Linked DNA regions of Gossypium hirsutum: region 1 is linked to region 2. Evidence: chromatin contacts called from public Hi-C data. All regions are on one chromosome and are shown on one strand. The core of a region is the stretch at or near the end of the contact, and the rest is flanking DNA. Distances in the headings are between cores, read along the strand shown. Region 1 has its middle 17 kb from the start of LOC107909253. Region 2 holds the start of LOC107909257.

Region 1 (4,879 bases), core at 1,164-3,663, 57 kb before region 2:
TCGCTTGTGCAGGTTGATGACACCTGGTTATATGGAAAATATACACAGATCCTCCTTATTGCGGTTGCACAAGATGGGAACTGAAACTTACTACCGATAGCGTTTGCCATTGTGGAGTTGAAGAACATGGAATTGTGGAAATTCTTCCTAACGAACTTGCGGACGTATGTTGTCAAAGAAAACAATATTTGCATAATATCCGATAGATCAAAAATGTCGCGATTAGGCGTTCCAGTGTTTCATAGAGATCCATTTATTGTATCTGCCACATCGCCGCTATATCCATTTACTAAATTCGATTCTACTTCATATCGATGTGGCCGTATAAGGTGGCACCACCAATAAAAAATATCTTCTTTTGAAATCCTATTATGGCCTAATAATGGTCTGATGATGGTGGGAAAAAATTGGTGGTGCTGCTGCCTTGTCAGGCACCATCCATAGTTACTATTCAAAACATACCATTTTGGTAATTAATTTGATTGGAATACCATTCTAGTTATGAATTTAATTTTTTTTGTATGATTGGAGTAAAAAAGCCAATTAGCATCTCTTTAAATTTTAATTTTTTAATGTCTGTAATAAAATAATTCTAACTGTTCTTGTCCTCTTGCTATTCCTGTTTGATAATAATCCATTTTGGTTGAAAAATCAATGGGTTGTGTTTATTTAAAACAAATGTTAGAATTTAGATCATTTTATTAAAATGTTGTTAATTAATTAGTTGCGTTGTCCCGTAGCCACAGTACTGATTTCTTATCCATTTAATATTAATTTTCTCGAGTATGGTGGAAATAATAATAAAAAATGTAATGAAATTTTTTTAAAAAAAGGACAAATATGGTTGGAATATTTTATTTTTAGGTGGGAGAATAGGGCTACCAATAATATGAACAACTTGAACACGTGCCTACTCTCAGTTCTTTCTTTCTTTGGTTCATAATTATAATTAAAATGTCTATACCACCTAACTCAAATAATCAGATTACCTTCCAAGAAAACGCGTAATATTTTTTCGTATTCAACTCACAAGATCAATACGCAAAATATCTTCGATTTGTGAGGTGGAATTTGCAATGCTAGTACACTAATTGGCGAGTCACGTGGGTTTACTTTAAAAGCTCACCTAATTCTATCCACATCTTTGTGAATCTGTGAGCGTTTCTTTTTTTCTCTGGGAAGGGCCTAAAAGGATGGGGCGCCGATTCTTTTCAGTAACCACGAACATTTCTGGTTTGAGGTTTGTTTCCCAACACCAGAGACGGCAAAAAGTATCTCTATCCACCATGTGTAGGACATGATTCCAGGCTAAACTGGTCTTGTCCTTCTAAGGTTGAGGATATGGTGATGGACTTGCGGGGCCCTTTCCTTTAAATGTCCAAACGCTAACTCATAAACATCGGTGTCGCAGTTGTTTTTACATGTCCATTATGAAGCATATGGGGGATTTGCTGTCTCCTAGGGCCTCAACTTTCGTAACATAAAAAGGCTATAGAAGAGGCTTGCCCCCAGCAGTCAGTATTGGGGAACTTTCAGGTTGAAGTCAGAAAGAAGATGAGAAATCATGAGAAGAAGGAAGCAACTGAAATTAGCTCAAGTAGCAAGGTAAGGCCATGTTGTTTTTAACCACGCATCAGTACTAAATAACCTCTTTAAGACCAACAAAGTTACTCCTTTTTTCCTTCTTTCTTTGAGGAATTCTGGGGTAGTTTAATTAGAAGCCATGTATTTTTTGTTGTTTATTAAAGAACAGGGTGATTTACAAATATGGTTGTGTATCGGTGTTAAATTTGCTTGCTACTTAAAACAATTTCCCAAGGCTGCATTTCTTTTCCTAAAACAGACCAAAACTATACTTCCATGACCATGAGTCTTATCATTTATAAACATATACACTGCTTTTTTTCACAATCTTAAGGTTTAACTTTACCCTTTTACAACATACACAATCTCTCAAATTTTCATCTTGTTTTTTAACCAGAAGAAAAAGGCTGCAAATCAGTCGGTGCTGCTATGCTGCAAGATATTTTTCTCGTTGCAACAAACTGTCCTAGCCATGGTCGAGGCTGCTTATGGGACCATAAACCTGGAGCAGCATTCTGGTACACACCTTCGGCTCGGTGTGGTTGATGACATTATTTTGCATCCCTTGGCTCGGGTATCCTTGGATGAAGCAGCTTGGCTTGCCAAGGCTGTCGCAACAGACATTGGCAGCCTATTCCAAGGTGGGTCTAATTAGTATTCTATAATTATTTAGAACGCTGTTTATAAATGTATTTCTGCACATTGTGGGTTCTTTTGGTTACCTTTTCTCTATTGTTGCAGTGCCAGTGTTTTTGTACGGTGCAGCACACCCAACAGGCAAGGCCTTGGACAGCATCAGGTGGGAGCTTGGCTATTACAGGCCCAATTTCATGGGCAATCAATTGGCGGGCTGGACAATGCCTGAAATCCTCTCTATAAAGCCCGACGAAGGGCCAACCCGTGTATCTCGAGCTAGAGGGATCACCATGATTGGGGCACGCCCATGGGTTGGACTATAGAATGTACCCATCATGTCAACAGACGTCTCCGTAGCTTATCGAATCGCGAGGATGGTGAACGCTAGAGGTGGTGGTCTCCCGACGGTCCAATCACTAGGTCTGGTCCATGGTGAAAACTCAATTGAGATAGCTTGCATGCTTCTGGAACCAAACCGGGTTGGAGGAGACAGGGTGCAGTCCCGGGTTGAGATGTTTGCTGCCCAAGAAGGGTTAGATGTGGAGACAGGCTATTTCACTGATTCTTCACTTGAAATGATACTTGATAAATATCTAAACTTAATTTCTGCTAACAGAGCTGAATGATAAAATATTGATGGTGCAGTATTTATATGTGACCCTTCCAATAAATCTTGTGAGGATGTACGTGACTTTGATTATTAGTTGCACAACTCTTTAACCTACTGCACTTTTTATTCAACTCTACTTTCACCTGAGTTCTCATCACACTACTCTTTTTACACAAATAGATTAGGCCCAGGGCAGCCTACAGATTCTCCATTTTGTTATTTCCAACAAGAAAAGCAAGTTTTTATTTAGTTTTCATTATAATAGGCAAGAGTCCACCCCACATAATGCCTATACTACAAAAATAATTAAATACCCCCTACTTGAATAAATAATAGCTTTCAAATTTATGATAATTCAATAATTGCTTACCAATAACTCAATTGTTTCATTAACCAAAGGATGTATCCAAAACCATAGTTATCATCAATGATTTATTATTGATGTTTAAATTGGAGCCATGTCCTTTGGCAACCCATTATCTATATTTCATTCATTCAACAAATTGTTACCTAGAACTAAAAATTATGAATGTAAACTGATATACCCTATCGAGAGAGGTTGTTGGAGGAAAATAAAATTAGTTAAGATGTTATTGAGTTATTGAATAACGAAAGTGAATTTGAGAAATTGAACTTTCTGTTTCGAAATACTCTCTTGCTTATATTAATATAAACTAATAAAGAAATGAATTATTCTGAATGGTTTTCATTTTATATTATATTTGGCTGATATTATTAAAGCTTGATAACATCAACCAAAATTAATCTCAAGATAACACAATTGACATAAATACATTATGACCTTTAATAATAATAACCATCCTGTATACAACTTGAAAGATTGGATCAAGCAAATCTCAAACATTTTGACCAAAATAAAAACGACCTACAAGTTGGTTGATCAAAATGAAATTGTAAACTTGACATGGCATGCACAATTAACTGTTATTAGAGATTTAACGCTTAGGTGACTAAAATGAAAGAGCCCTAAAAAGTTAGGTGACCAACTAGGTAGTTTATCCTAATATTAAAACAAAATAAAGAGTTGATTTTTTTTCTTTGAAGTCCACAAATATCCATAATAAATATAAAAATGATTAGATAAAATAACATAACATTGATAGAAATAATGAGCTAGAAACTTCGTTCTTTATTTCAGCAAAGCAATGCTTTATATAGGCAATTATATAAACAGAAAAACTAAATAAAAGGGACGTGATTAACACCACTAAAAACAACTTCCTAGTTTATTGACAATTTAAACCACTACCTAAAGACTAGGAAAATCATAACTGAAAAAATAATAAGTAAATTTTAACAGCCACGTGATTAAATAAAATATCTAACACCCCCCTTAAACTGAAAACACTAATTTTAGTTTAATCAAACTATGTTCTCCAAAGTGCAAACGCCAAGGGCACTTCTAAGCTTTGTGAATGCAGCAACTTTGATGGACTTGGTGAAGATATCAGCAACTTGATCTTCACTCTTGCAGTAAATGACATCAATAACTTCTTCCTTTGTGAGATCTCTTAAGAAGTGAAACTTGACATCAATGTGTTTACTCCCATGTAAAACAGGATTTTTTGAGAGCTTAATAGCTAAGTGGTTGTCACAATAGAGAGGAGTGGGACATGTTTGTGGAGAATGAAGCTCACCAAGAATGTTTCTCAACCAAATTGCTTGGCAAGCACAAGAGGTTGCTGCTACAAACTCAGCTTCTGTAGTTGAGAGAGTGACAAGCTGCTGCTTTTTGGATGACCACAAAACAGCTCCAGAACCAATAAGAACACAAAACCAATTGTATTTTTCCTATCATCTGGATCACTTGCAAAATCGCTGTCTGAAAAACCAACCAAATTTGTTTGCTCTCCTTGCTTGTAAAGAATGCCAAAATCAATGCTGCCTTGCAAGTATCTGAGAATTCTTTTGGCAGCCAACAAATGCACTTCTTTCGGTTGCTCCATGTATCTACTTATAAGGCTGATGACGTATATAATATCTGGCATAGTGGCTGTTAGGTACATCAAGCTCCCTACAATTTGTTTG
Region 2 (4,890 bases), core at 360-2,859:
ATTTTATTAAAAATCGCATCTGAACAACCTTTAAATAGCATTTGTGAGGGATGGTAAAATCAGAGGAGAAGTAACCTTATTAAGTAGGGGGACCATAAAATGTTGAAAGCTGTAAATTATTAACAAAATTTAGTATGGACTGCCAGTTTGTCGTGTATATTAACAAAGCCAAACAGCAAAAAGGTCTTTCCCAGCAAGAAAAAGGAAAGCGATCGAAAACGCCCTTTATACCCTTGTGTTTCTTTCCATATGCACCTTATTTAATTCTGTGCAACACCCCTGTGATATTAATGTCTTCAACTCTTTAACCCCAAGTACAATTTTTGTTTACATAGATAGAAAAGTGTGAGCTAGCTTCTGTGCTGTGTGACTTAACTTCCTAACCAACAGCTATACATTCATGCACCTTTGCCTTTCTATTTAATGGTTTTTTGACCTGTGAAATTATATTCTACCAAATGCTTAGCCAATGAGACTTAACCATTATGCCTTTCATCAGTTCAGTTCCCAACATGGAAGGGCATCATGGTCGGTTGTCCATCCACTTAATCAACTTGCCTTTTCCTGTGATCGAAACCTTAGGTTTTAGCGACCCTAGCTAGTTGTATTGCATATTTGTTTATAGCCAAATATCTTCCTATGTACAAAAGGCAAGAACATAGTCATACAGGTTTAGGGACAATACCTAACCACAACAGTCCATATCATACGTACATGGTCCGCAGCGATCTCACAAATTCTTCACCTCTCACTTAATTAACGTTTTATATGTTTTTTTTTTCCCAACAAATTAAATCATTAATTATCTTTGCAAATTTGTAGAAAATAGATTACTAGTTTATGTTTCATACGTTTCTACATAAAATGCACACAGCTTATACCCACTAACTGCCCACCTTTTTGACGTAAACGAAACATTTATGAAACGCGATTTTAGAACAGTAGCTAATAGGGCAAAAGAAAACCTTTTACTTACATTTACAGTTCAAAGTACAAATCTTTAACAATGAAGTCCTTTTCAGCCAATCATTGGAAACGATGACTCATAAGCTCATCCATCAGATCTCAGATCAATCTGTTTTAATATACTGCTAGTGCTATGTTTATATAGATAAAAGCTTTGTTAACTGCGGATGATAAAGGAGGAGGACACCGCTCTCCTTTGATCTAATTATGAAAGATTGAAGTTCATCTCCAACTTAGACCTTGCAAAAATAGTAAAAACAAAAGTTGCAGAAAACACAAGTATTCCATGAATTCAACGGTAAGATCGAAGAATGGCTCCACAAAAAGTGCATATAATTGCCTTCCACGATTTCCAGTAAAACGGCACGTAGCAAAACCTTGTACACGTTTTCATATCAGCTACACTTGCCCCTCCGCCACACCTCGAGCAAAACCCTGCCGCCGGCTTACTTTTGCTCACTTTCTTTGTCTGATCAACCAGAAAACAGAAACATACCATGATTTTTCTTCTTCTTTTTCAACTTGACTAGCCCAAGGCTGTGAACCTCCGAGTTGAACCACTCAGTACCCTTAAACAGTTATATACAGCACTTAGCTGTTAAAAAAAGAAGGAGAGAGAGGACAATTATTTGTCTAGGCGAGTCTGAGGGGACAGATATATATATAGGCGGGGTTGGGGGGGGGGGGGTTAAAAGCCGAGCAACTTTGGGTGTCTGATTCTGATCATTACATCGAGGGAAATAGTTGCTCGATGTTTAAGTACCCCTTTAGATTTAAGACACGTGTGCGGCATCTGAATGTTGACCGTACACGTATAGAGAAGGAAAATATGGGGAGAGGTGGGTCGCAATAAAGGAAGGAAGTGGAGCGATTAGGTTGAGGCCATATCATTTTCCTTTACCTCATTCGTCCATCTAATTTTTTAATAAAATAAAATAAAATATATGTTAGTATATTTCTATTACATACACTTTAAATTTATTAATTACATTCTTTTTATTTTACTCTTGAATTTAAATTATGTATCAATTCATGCCTATGGATACAATTTGATATTTGTTTATGATGGTTTTTTAAATTAAAATTTATATATTTTTATTTATTTTAATTAAATTTTGGTTTACTTATACATTAATTTTAACTAAATATTTTTATTGAAAAATAAATGATTAATTACAATATGTGTTTGTTCATAATGCTTGTTAAGAATGAAAACGTTAAAATTGTTAAAATAAAGCTTAATAATAAATTTGATCACTAATATTTACATGTTTTATCAAAATGGTCCTAATTGTATTTTTGAGTTTTTTTTATTGCTATTAATATTTTTTCTGAATTTTTTTAACAGATATGGTGAAAGTACCGACGAAAAGATGTGAAATTTCATATGTGAAATATTTTTAATGAGATGTAATTTATTACTTAGATAACCTAATAAAATAATTACATGTGAAAAATAATAAAATAAATAATTCATGAAGTTAAAAAATAACTCTTAATATAAAGAAAATAAACGTAATTATCTAAATAAATATTTCAAAATAAATGCACATATTCAGTATTTTCAATTTAATTTATTAATTATCTTTTTGAAACCCTCCAGTAAACAAATGTATGCATTCATTTTGAAACCTTTTTTTTAAATAATCACCTTTATTTTCTTTAAATTAAGAGTTATTTTCATGCATCTTAATAATTACATTTATTATTCTCCACGTGTAATTATTTTATTGGGTTACCTTAATAATAAATTATATCTCAGTTCATCAAATCTCTTACAAAATAACAAAAATTGATGATAAAATAAAGCTCGAAATACAGTTAGGATTATTTTGATAAAATATGTGCAAAATTTGTCATTAACCCTTCAAATAAATTTGTAAGTTATTTCAGAAAGTATCGATACATTTTTAATATCTTTATTGCAGAGGATGCCTTGATTGAAACAGAAAAATCAATTCAGAGTACATTTGAAGCTAACAGCATAAGGGAACCACATTTCATTCATAAATCAGTTTGATGAAGCTCTTCTTCGTTAAACGCCATTGCTGCTCTTTGGCTTCTTTTAACCCCAACAACTCCGTCAAACACCCATCAGACAAATATTTCCAAATCCTCCATTTCTGCAGGTCAGCTCAACTTGTCCCTGCCATCCACCTCCTTAACACCCTACATGTTCCTACCCTAACCTTCTCTTCCAATAAACGATGTCTGTACGCTTCCCTCTTGCAAACTTGCACAAATGTTCAAGCTTTTCCTCTTGGGGTTCAATTCCATGCACACGTCATTAAATCTGGCCTCGACACGGATCGTTTTGTAGGTAATAGTTTACTTGCTCTGTATTTTAAGTTGGGTCCTGATTTTAGAGAAACTCGGAGAGTTTTTGATGGGTTGTTTGTGAAAGATGTCATATCGTGGACTTCAATGGTTTCGGGGTATATTAAAGCGGGTAAACCTGAGTGTTCCCTTGAAATGTTTTCGGAAATGCTGGGTTTGGGAGTTGAGCCAAATGCCTTCACCTTATCTGCTATAATCAAGGTGTGTTCCGTTCTTGGGAAGTTGAGGCTGGGATGGTGCTTGCACGGGGTGATTGCGAAACGTGGTTTTGATTCGAATAGTGTAATTCTGTGCGGGTTGATTGATTTTTATGGGAGGATTTGGCAGTTGAAAGAAGCGTGTCAGTTGTTCGATGAATTGCCTGAGCCGGATGCTATTTGTTGGACTTCTATTATTTCTTCTCTCACGAGGAATGATTTGTATAAGGAAGCATTGCATTTCTTTTATTTGATGCAAAGGAATCATGGGTTGATCCCTGATGGATTTACATTTGGAACAGTATTGACAGCTTGTGGGAATATAGGGAGGTTGAGGCAAGGGAAGCAAGTGCATGCTAAGGTCATTACCTGTGGACTTTGTGGAAATGTGGTGGTCGAGAGCAGTCTTCTTGACATGTATGGAAAGTGTGGGTTGATTGATGAGTCTCAGCGTATTTTCGATAGGATGTCGAAAAGGAATTCGGTTTCTTGGTCTGCATTGCTTGGTGTTTACTGTCAGAATAAAGACTACGAATCTGTTATTAGAATATTCAGGGAAATGGATGTATCCGATCTCTATTGTTTCGGAACTATACTCCGTGCATGTGCAGGTTTAGCCGCTGTAAGACTAGGGAAAGAAGTTCACTGCCAGTATGTGAGACGGGGTGGTTGGAGAGATGTTATCGTAGAGTCAGCCTTAGTTGATCTTTATGCAAAATGTGGCTGTATCGATTTTGCACATCGCATCTTCGTGCAGATGTCCAATAGAAATCTGATAACATGGAACTCGATGATTTATGGGTTTGCTCAGAATGGAAGAGGTGGGGAAGCTCTAAGTATATTTTATGAGATGATCAAGGAAGGCATTAAGCCTGATTATATTAGTTTTATTGGAGTTCTTTTTGCTTGCAGTCATTCTGGCTTGGTGGATCAAGGCCGAAAATATTTTAACTTAATGACCAGGGAATATGGGATTAAACCTGGAATTGAACATTACAACTGTATGGTTAACCTCTTAGGCCGTGCTGGGTTACTGGAAGAAGCTGAAAACTTGATAGAGAGTGCAGAGCTTAGAGACGATTCATCCCTTTGGGCCGTACTTCTTGGGGCTTGCACAACCAGTACAAGTTCCAGTAATGCTGAGCGTATTGCTAAGAAAATGATTGAACTGGAACCTAACCATCATATGAACTATGTTCTCCTAGCTAATGTATACAGAGCAATTGGACGGTGGAATGATGCTCTAAAGGTTAGGCAGCTAATGGAAGACAGAGGAGTGAAGAAGATTAGGGGCACCAGCTGGGTTGAGACTACCGGTAACATGAGTTCTTATATCGATGTGGTTGATACGGATATATCTTGCAGGTAACAGTTATGTGTGTATAAAATG

What was found. Hi-C and Micro-C count contacts between places; a contact is called where the count stands out from the background.
Region 1: a contact with region 2 is called in a Hi-C map of leaf, with 1.6 times the contacts expected there. The contact joins the enhancer-like site here to the promoter of LOC107909257 in region 2. A contact is called at or near these places in 4 of 34 Hi-C or Micro-C datasets (anther, hypocotyl and leaf).

The regions. Positions count from the first base shown.
Region 1 is chrD02:66,137,940-66,142,818 of Gossypium_hirsutum_v2.1, reverse strand. It overlaps the pseudogene LOC107909254. Among protein-coding and RNA genes, the nearest start is that of LOC107909253, 17 kb to the left of the region's middle. Within about 2 kb of position 2,413, at least 9 of the 9 cell types and tissues checked have an H3K27ac peak or open chromatin away from gene starts, as enhancers often do. A contact at or near this core is called in hypocotyl and leaf, where this site is marked.
Region 2 is chrD02:66,080,296-66,085,185 of Gossypium_hirsutum_v2.1, reverse strand. LOC107909257 reads right to left here and starts at 1,609. Exons shown (of 1, transcript XM_016836724.2): 1 at 950-1,609. The coding sequence starts at 1,465. The coding sequence ends at 1,259. LOC107909259 (pentatricopeptide repeat-containing protein At1g03540) reads left to right here and starts at 2,865. Exons shown (of 1, transcript XM_016836728.2): 1 at 2,865-4,890. The coding sequence starts at 2,986. The coding sequence ends at 4,869.